2 separate regions of the Macaca mulatta genome follow, and region 1 is linked to region 2. A link is a contact called in public Hi-C data. All regions are on one chromosome and are shown on one strand. Each heading gives the region's core, a stretch centred on a gene start, on an enhancer-like site or on the middle of the called end of the contact. The rest is flanking DNA. Distances are from core to core; before and after follow the strand shown. Region 1 holds the start of CBX4 (chromobox 4). Region 2 holds the start of CBX8 (chromobox 8).

What was found. A called contact is a pair of places that touch in the nucleus more often than the background predicts.
Region 1: a Hi-C map of liver shows a contact between it and region 2, with 2.8 times the contacts expected there. The contact joins the promoter of CBX4 here to the promoter of CBX8 in region 2. A contact is called at or near these places in 4 of 14 Hi-C or Micro-C datasets (CD4 T cells, cortical neurons, fetal cortex germinal zone and 1 more).

Annotation. Positions count from the first base shown.
Region 1 is chr16:89,521,061-89,524,810 of T2T-MMU8v2.0, reverse strand. It overlaps CBX4 (chromobox 4), which reads left to right and starts at 2,491. Exons shown (of 6, transcript XM_077973128.1): 1 at 2,491-2,566; 2 at 2,639-2,748; 3 at 2,877-2,920. The coding sequence starts at 2,680. It overlaps LOC144336039 (a long non-coding RNA gene), which reads right to left and starts at 1,138. Exons shown (of 2, transcript XR_013407434.1): 1 at 720-1,138; 2 at 1-529.
Region 2 is chr16:89,479,119-89,483,087 of T2T-MMU8v2.0, reverse strand. It overlaps CBX8 (chromobox 8), which reads left to right and starts at 2,334. Exons shown (of 5, transcript XM_015120496.3): 1 at 2,334-2,536; 2 at 2,938-2,981; 3 at 3,175-3,240; 4 at 3,367-3,433; 5 at 3,919-3,969. The coding sequence starts at 2,468.

The DNA.
Region 1 (3,750 bases), core at 1,242-3,741, 42 kb before region 2:
GAGCCTGAAGACGCTTCCTGCCGCCGCACAAGCAACTCCAGGAAAGATCCGCTGTACAGACCCCCCCGCCCTTCCTCCCCAGCTCCGCGGCTGGTCCAGCCCGGGTCCTGCGCAAACACGTCGTCGGGGCAGCGGGTCCTGCTGTGTGGCCCCGAAGTCCTCAGCATGGGCCCCCGAGGGGCCTGGGCGTAGTGAGCGAAGCGGAGTCCGACGCCCCTGGCAGCAGGGAGGCTGCAGCAGCCACTCGGCCTCCCCCGACACCCCCGACCTGGACGCCGCGGAAACACCCAATGCAAACAGATTTTCCAGGGGATTTTCAAAAGGGGGAGGGTAGAGTGTCGGGAAGCTCAGCCCCTTCCCGGACAAGGGGACTGGCCGGGACAAAGTTGCTGCAGACCTCCCGATGGTCCGACGGCGCAGGTGGCCGGTGCGGCGTGGACGGGTGACTGCCACCTACAGCGCTTCTCGCGCCAGCCTCGCGACCCCTCTCCTTCCACAGTGGAGCTGTCCCGCGCGACAGTTCTTCGCCCTGGGCAAGAATGCCAGGAAAAAGCCAAACACGGCAGGAGAAAAATATTTTCCTGTACACCCACCCAGCTGTTATAAACCCTGAGAGCCGGCCCCCACCCCCTGCAACTAGTTAGGGAAACTAGGCAGGCGTCGTGCCACCTTGCTTGCTCCCCCCGCACCCCAACACTCAGGGAATCCTAGGTTTGCACCTCAAGCTCGTTAGAGATCAGTCGCAAACCCAACACCTCTGCTGCCACCAGAAGACAACCTTCACCCCTACACCCCTGGGGAGGGGCCACGTGGGTCTCCGTGGGCAGGAGTCGTCCGGCAGCAGCAGCCTCCGTGGTGCAAGAGCTGCAAGGTGATAATGAAATGGAGTCCACGTGTGCGTTCAACACCAGACCGTCTTCAGGCTTCTCAGGGATTCCTGGGCGAACACAAGCCCCGCGCAGGCTCCTCCCTCCCCTGCTCGCCCAAGCCTCCGCGCGGTCCCCAACAGACAGCCGGGTCGTGTGTCAGGGCGGTGGTGGAGACCCGGATGGCTCTTTGCCCGCCCCCATCCCTCGCTCCACTCTCGCTCTGCTTTTGCTCTTTTTCTTTCTCCGTGGACGCTCAGCCAAGGGATTGCGCAAGCTTCCTGCTCGCGGTCCTTCAAGAGCCCGTAGCCGGGGCCCAGACACACCCCAGGTCAGGCGCGCCCCTGCCCCTGCCCCTCGGGCCGCCCTGTCCCCTCCCAGGTCCCCCCACCCCGACCCCACGGAGCTCGCGGGCCCTCGGCGGCGCCCTCGGCAGGCCGCATGGGGCGCAGCAGCTCCACCAGCCGGACGCAGGAGCCGTGCGCAGGAACGCGCCGTCTCGCCGCCGCCGGAGGTGCCAAACTTCACACTCGCGGCTGCTCGGGCCGCTTCAGTCCAGAGGGCCTTGGCTTGGCCGCCTGTCGGGAACAAGGGTCCGCGGACACATGGCGAATGCGTGGCTCCTCGGTTATTCCGTTCATCTCCCCTTTGCGCTGCCCGTTCGTCCCCCGCTCAGCCTCAATCTCTTCCCGGCCCTCCGAGGTCCCTCTTTCCAGGCCTTTCCCTGGACCCCACGAAGTCCCCTCGGGCCCCCAAGCGGACCTCGGCCTCCTGCGCCCATTCTCTCTGCCTCCTGTGCCTCTCGCCTAGCTTGACTCTGGAGGCGGATAGAAATAGGACATCTCGCCCCGTCAATAAAGAGGACCAAGTGTAAATTCGGAGCCCTTGAGGATCGAGGTGAGATCGTATTTGGAGTCCTTTCTGCTGAGGTTCTTGGGTGCCAGGGTCCCGGAGCTGGCTGCTCCTCGGTCCCGTTCCTCGTGCATTCTTCAAGCTCTCTTTGGCACCCAGTCCTCAGCCTTCTCCCCGCCCTGTCCCTTTCCCTCCTCGCGCTCCGAAATGCCCGGAGCCTGGAGGCGAGGCGGGGCCCGCAGGAGGGCGCGAGCTGCCCCTGCCCCATTCCGCCCCCTGCTGGCGGGGCCCGCGCGTCCCGGGCCGCTGGTGACGCAATTCGGTGCAACTGGGAGCGGCGGCGGATGCTTCCGTGGCCCCCAGCAGGGGTCCCGGGGCCGTGAACACTGAGAACGAGCTGCGAGGGGGAGGCCCGGGCACCAGGCTGCGGGCGAGGGGTCGCTGCCGAGACCCTCCCGGGCTGTCAAGCTCTCCGCCCGCCTCCGCCCCGGCGGACACACCTCTCCTTCCCGGTCCCGCTCCCTCTCTGCAGCCTCCCTCTCCCAGGCTCGCCGATCCCTCCCCCCTGCACCTCCCCGGCGCCCTCCCCTCTGCGTCCCCCACCCGCGCCCTTTCCTCCTCCCCCCGCCGCCCAGGCCCGGGGCCTCCGGTAGGCCCGGCTGCGCCAATCCGCGCAGCGGCCCGCCCCCTGACGCCGAGCTGGGCCCGGCGAGGCCCCGCCCGCTGACGTCCGGGATTTGCATGAGTTCTTGTGCAGCCGCGGCCCGGGCTCAGTTGTCTGAGCGAGCGCGAGCCGGGAGCCGGGGCGGGCGCGGGCAGCGGCGGGCCGGCCGGGGTGTGCGGGGCGAGCGGCGGCGGCGGCGGGGGCGCTTCGGCCGGGGCGGCAGCTGGGCGCCGGCGGGAGCTAGCAGCGTCTGCAGCCGCGCCGGCCGCCCGCGCCCCGGCGCGCTGCGGCGGGGCCATGGAGCTGCCAGCTGTTGGCGAGCACGTCTTCGCGGTGGAGAGCATCGAGAAGAAGCGGATCCGCAAGGTAGGGCGGCGCGGGGGCGGCGAGCGGCGGCCGGAGCGGCCCGCGAGAAGGCGGGGAGGGGGTGGGGAGGCTGCGGGCCGGGCCGGGGATCCCGCGGAAGCTGATGGAGTGCTGTCTCTTCCCCCCAGGGCAGAGTGGAGTATCTGGTGAAATGGAGAGGCTGGTCGCCCAAGTAAGTCGCGGCGGAGGGCGGGGGCCCGGGACCGAGGCGCGGGGCTTGGGGCCGCGGACCCGCCGAGCTGCTGGGGGGGGGGTGGGGGGAGCGGACGGGAGGCGGGGTGGAGGTGGGGTGGAGGGAGGAGGGGGTGGGGAAGTCGGTGGCAGGCACTGGGGAAGCCGAGCCGCCGAGCCCGAGCCCGGCGCCCTGTGTTGTGCTCCGCTCTCCGGGAAATGCCATCACTAATTTATGCACTAAAAGGAGCCGGAGGAGCTGGAGAGACGCGGGGCCGAGCCGGGGAGGCCGGCGGAGGGAGGGAGGGCTCAGGCACTGACTGATGTGCAGCAGAAAATGGCTCCTTTCCCCTTTCCCTCCACCGAACGGCTCCATATTGCAAAACCAAAAAAAAAAAAAAAAATTAAAAAGCGACGAAAATGCAATTGTGTGCCTTCTCCCTCCTAGTGGTGCAGGGAGGGGAAGAAGAAAGGCAGAAAATGTTGGGAACTGTCACTGCAGCGCTTTTGGTGGAGAATTTTTTTTCTTTAATTTGAAATGCGAAGGCACCGGATGGAGATAGACGCGCAGGCACACGCACACTCACACACACACACGGAGGCATATTTTTGTGTTGCTGAGTATTTGGGGTTTGCTTGCCCGTGACAGCAGGCTCCTGGGCCACGAGGGGGTGTGGGGGGGGCGCTTGGCTGTTGGTGATCGGATTAGGGGTCAAATGGAGAACGACTGAAGCCCTCGCGGGGACTCGGGGCTGGGGAGAGGAGGGGGACTGCGACTTTGCATTTCGGCTGCTTTGCACGCAGGGTTCCTGGTGAGCAAAGTGGCTTTGG
Region 2 (3,969 bases), core at 1,085-3,584:
GGTTCCAGAAACCCTACCTGAAGGAAAACCACCGCTCTTCGCGGGTGCGTGAGAGCTTGCCAGGGGTGGGGGTAGGGCGCGAGGTCAGGCGGGTCAGGTCCCCACGGCCCACGCCGGGAAGGCCCTCTCCCTCCCACTTCCACAGTGGCCCTGAAGCCAGCCCGAGGAGCTGAGGCGGCCGGTGCGGGGCTGGGGCCGAATCCTCGGCGGGCAGCGGATTCCAAGAGGGGGCAGGCGGGAAAGGCAGAGCGACCCGGGCCCAGGGCGGAGGGTGGGCTTTCTCAGGGCGGGGAAACCAGACACTTATAGGCGGCTGAGGCCGACTTTATTTTTACTGCCCAAACTGTTGGAAAGTATTTAAGCTTAAACAGAAACAGCTGTATCGCTGGCACCGGCCGACGAAACTATTTGTTACCGGGAATGACTTTTTATGATTAAGGACGCGTCCGTCGGCGGCCTCCCACGGGCGGCCCGCGAGGGTCACTGGGAGATCTGAGCGTCCCCGACGCGCTGTTCGTTCAGACAGAACGGCCGGAGAGATGGGACTGTTCGGCCAGCGGTCACCTTGTGAAGTTTAGGAGCAAGGCCAAAACCTGAAACCCGTGTTTCCAGGGGCTGGGGCAGGACCGGGAGGGAAGATGGGCGAAGCGCCCCGCTTGCCGCCGCGGGTCGAGGACCTCGCGGCTGCCGCCGTCTGCGCGCGCCTCACTTTGGACAGGAGGCCAGTTTTCCGCTCTGGGCTTCCTGCCTCTCCGAGTCAGACTCCTTGGCTGCTTCTCTCTCTCTTCCTATCGTTCTCTCGCTGCCTCTCTTTTTTTCCCGCCTCTCTTTCTTCCACCCCATCTCTGGCCAAGGGAAACCGCTTCCAGTCAGGCTGATCATCGATGTTTGAACTAAATCGTGGGTTTCAAGGAGTGGGAGTTGTGATTTGGAGCTTGAGCACTAAGAGAACAGGGTGGGAGGGAGCTGGACCCAGAGTGCGGCTGCTGTCCCCAGCGCCGCCCCCGCCACGGGTCACCGGCAGCCTAGCTGGCGGCAGGGTCGGCGGTGCACGTGCGTATGTGCGCACGGCGAAGCGGTCGCGGCCGGCCCTTGTCCCTTTCCAGCAGCCCGCCATCTTCGCGCGTGAGACCCTCTCGCGCAGCCCGCACTGGACCCAGCGACGTCCCCCAGCTTCCCGCGCCGGCGTTTCTCGCAGGATGTCCGCCGCTCACGTTGGGAAAAGCGGTGGACAGGAAGTGCACGGGCCGGGCGCCGGGGTCGGGGGGAAGCCAGACGCACCCCCAGCCGCGCACCCCATCCCGTGCCGGCTCTGCCCAGATGCCCTTGGCCCACCTAGGCCACGGGCAGGGGGCGACCAGGGCAGGCAAGGTCGGTGCTGGGGCCTGGCGGGGGCGGGCAGCGCGGGCTAAGGGCAGGGGCAGGTGGCTGCGGGCGTCGGGGACGGTCGGGGGGCAGGAAGAAGCCGCGCGACATCCTCTGTGGGGTCCCGGGCTGCAGGCGGGCTCCGGAGGGAACAGCCGGGCCTCCACCAGGTCTGTGTTTGGCTTCGGAGCCGGGGAGGAGCGCTCCAGCCAGCCCGGCTCGCAGGGCCCAGAGGGTGGCCGAGGGCAGGGCCGCTCGACAGGAGCCTGAGACACAGGCACATTGATTTGTTAGCGGGACCAGGCTGTGGGGGGGTGGAAGTTGCCATGGAGACCGGGGGTCGGGTGTGCGGGGCGGGGGGCGGGGGCCGGGGGAGAAGCGGGCCGATGGGCGCGCCGCAGGCTCTCGGGGTTCGGGCGCGGCCCGCGGCGCCCCAGCACCTGTGCATTGTGCATTGTGCGGCGCGGGCGGCGGGGGGAGGGGAGGGCGCGAGTCCTGGGCGGTGGGGGTGGGGCGGGCCGGGGTCTGCCGAGGGGCGGAGCTGGGCTGACATCGCCGCGGGGATCCCAGCGAGAGCTGTGGGGGACGCCGAACACCGGAGGGACAACTTGGTGGCGGGGGAGGGGGCCCCGGCGAGGACAGAGGGCGGCCGGCCCCCCTCGCCAGCCCAACAGACTGACAGCGGCCGGGCCCGCCCTCCCCGTGGCGTCACTTCCGGCGGCGCCCCCTCCCTCTTGCGCGCTCCGTCTCTGGAGTCGCCTCGGACTCCGCCCCCTGGCGATTGGAACGCGGGTCACGTAGCAACGCGGGGGAGAAAGGAAGAGGGGCGTGGCTCGGAGTTCGTCCAATCAGCGTGCGGGGGCGCAGGCCTCCGGCCGCTCGGCTTTAGCAACGTCGTTAGCAACACGTGGGGCGGGAGGAAGCGCTGGGCGGAGGGGAGGGGGCCGAGCGGAGGAGCGCGGGAGGGGGGCCGCGGGAGGGAGCGAGAGCGCCGGGAGGGGGAGGAGAACTGACGTCAGCGGGAGAGTATTATGGTCTGTTGTGCGCTGGCTGCTGCTTTTCTGCTCCTGGAAGCGGCCAAGAGGGGAAGCGGCGAGTCAACATGGAGCTTTCAGCGGTGGGGGAGCGGGTGTTCGCGGCCGAAGCCCTCCTGAAGCGGCGCATACGGAAAGTAGGTGCCCCCGGGCCTAGGGCCTCCGTGCGGCCGGGCCCTCCCCTCCCGGCCCGGGTTCCCTCCCCCTGCTGCAGCCCAGCTTCCCTTCCCCCAGGTCCCAGCAGCGGCCGCGGCCGTGGCGGCGGCGGCGGCGGCGGCGGCGGCGGCGGCTCTGAACCCAAGCGCTTTCCTTAGACTTGCAGCGATGCACGGATTGCATGGGTGGGGGGCGGGGTGGGGAATGAATGCCGGTGCATGCACTTTGTGCAGCGTTAGGTGCAGGGGTGATGCAGCGGGCGCATGCCTTTTGCGGCGGGGTTTCGAGCATTCATCTGGTGCATGCATTTTCGCATGCATTTCTTGTATCCTCGTCATGCATTTCTCCCCATGCACACACATTATCCCCTTTGCACCCGCAGGGACGCATGGAATACCTCGTGAAATGGAAAGGATGGTCGCAGAAGTAAGTAGGTTATATGCAATTCTCAATCCCATACTGTTATTCGGGAGCTTTCTTTCTTCCTCTTTTTGCCTTTACGTTGAAATACAATACAATGCAATGAGAAAAGTTACACACACACACACACACACACGCACACCCTCTGCTCTCACCCTGCTCCTGGGACTGATGCCCACTTCTTCCTGATTCCCTTTAGGTACAGCACATGGGAACCGGAGGAAAACATCCTGGATGCTCGCTTGCTCGCGGCCTTTGAGGAAAGGTACAGACCCTTCCAAGTCCCAGCCACTCACTTAGAAACAAGTAGAGTGGCTTCTTTCCAGCCTGGACTAGAGTCCCACTTGCTTTCTTTACTCACACACCTCTTCTCCTTTCCTTCTTTCTCCAGGGAAAGAGAGATGGAGCTCTATGGCCCCAAAAAGCGAGGACCCAAGCCCAAAACCTTCCTCCTCAAGGTAGGTTGGCAGTGTCCAATGGTGGAGGACAATGTTGTTGAGTCATTTGTGGGAAGGGGGCCCTGACGACTGTGAGCCAATGGGGTGTCCACACATGTTGCCTATTTGTAATCTAGGAGGGAGTTCCCTGACAAGATGTCACCAAGTCAGTAGCAGCTCCAGCCGTGTCTGGGGGGACTGGCTTGGCCACACTAGAATTCCTTTACCCTCCCCCTCCCAAATGGACATATAATCAAATGCAAAAAGTGTGCTTTTTGCGAATGACTGCTTCCAGCCAAATCTTCTATCCCTTCTCCCATCCATCTACCTCTCAGCTCCAACAACCTCCCCACCTATTCATCCACCCACCCACCCACCCATCCATGCATCCATGTAGAAATTCCCAGGCATCATAGGGTAAAGATAGGAGATCAAGGCTAGAGCAGGAGTCGTGTGGGGGTGGACAGGGCCCTGCCCCACTCTTGATACTATCTTCTCTCCTGCAGGCTCAGGCCAAGGCAAAGGCCAAAACTTACGAGTTCCGAAGTGACTCAGCC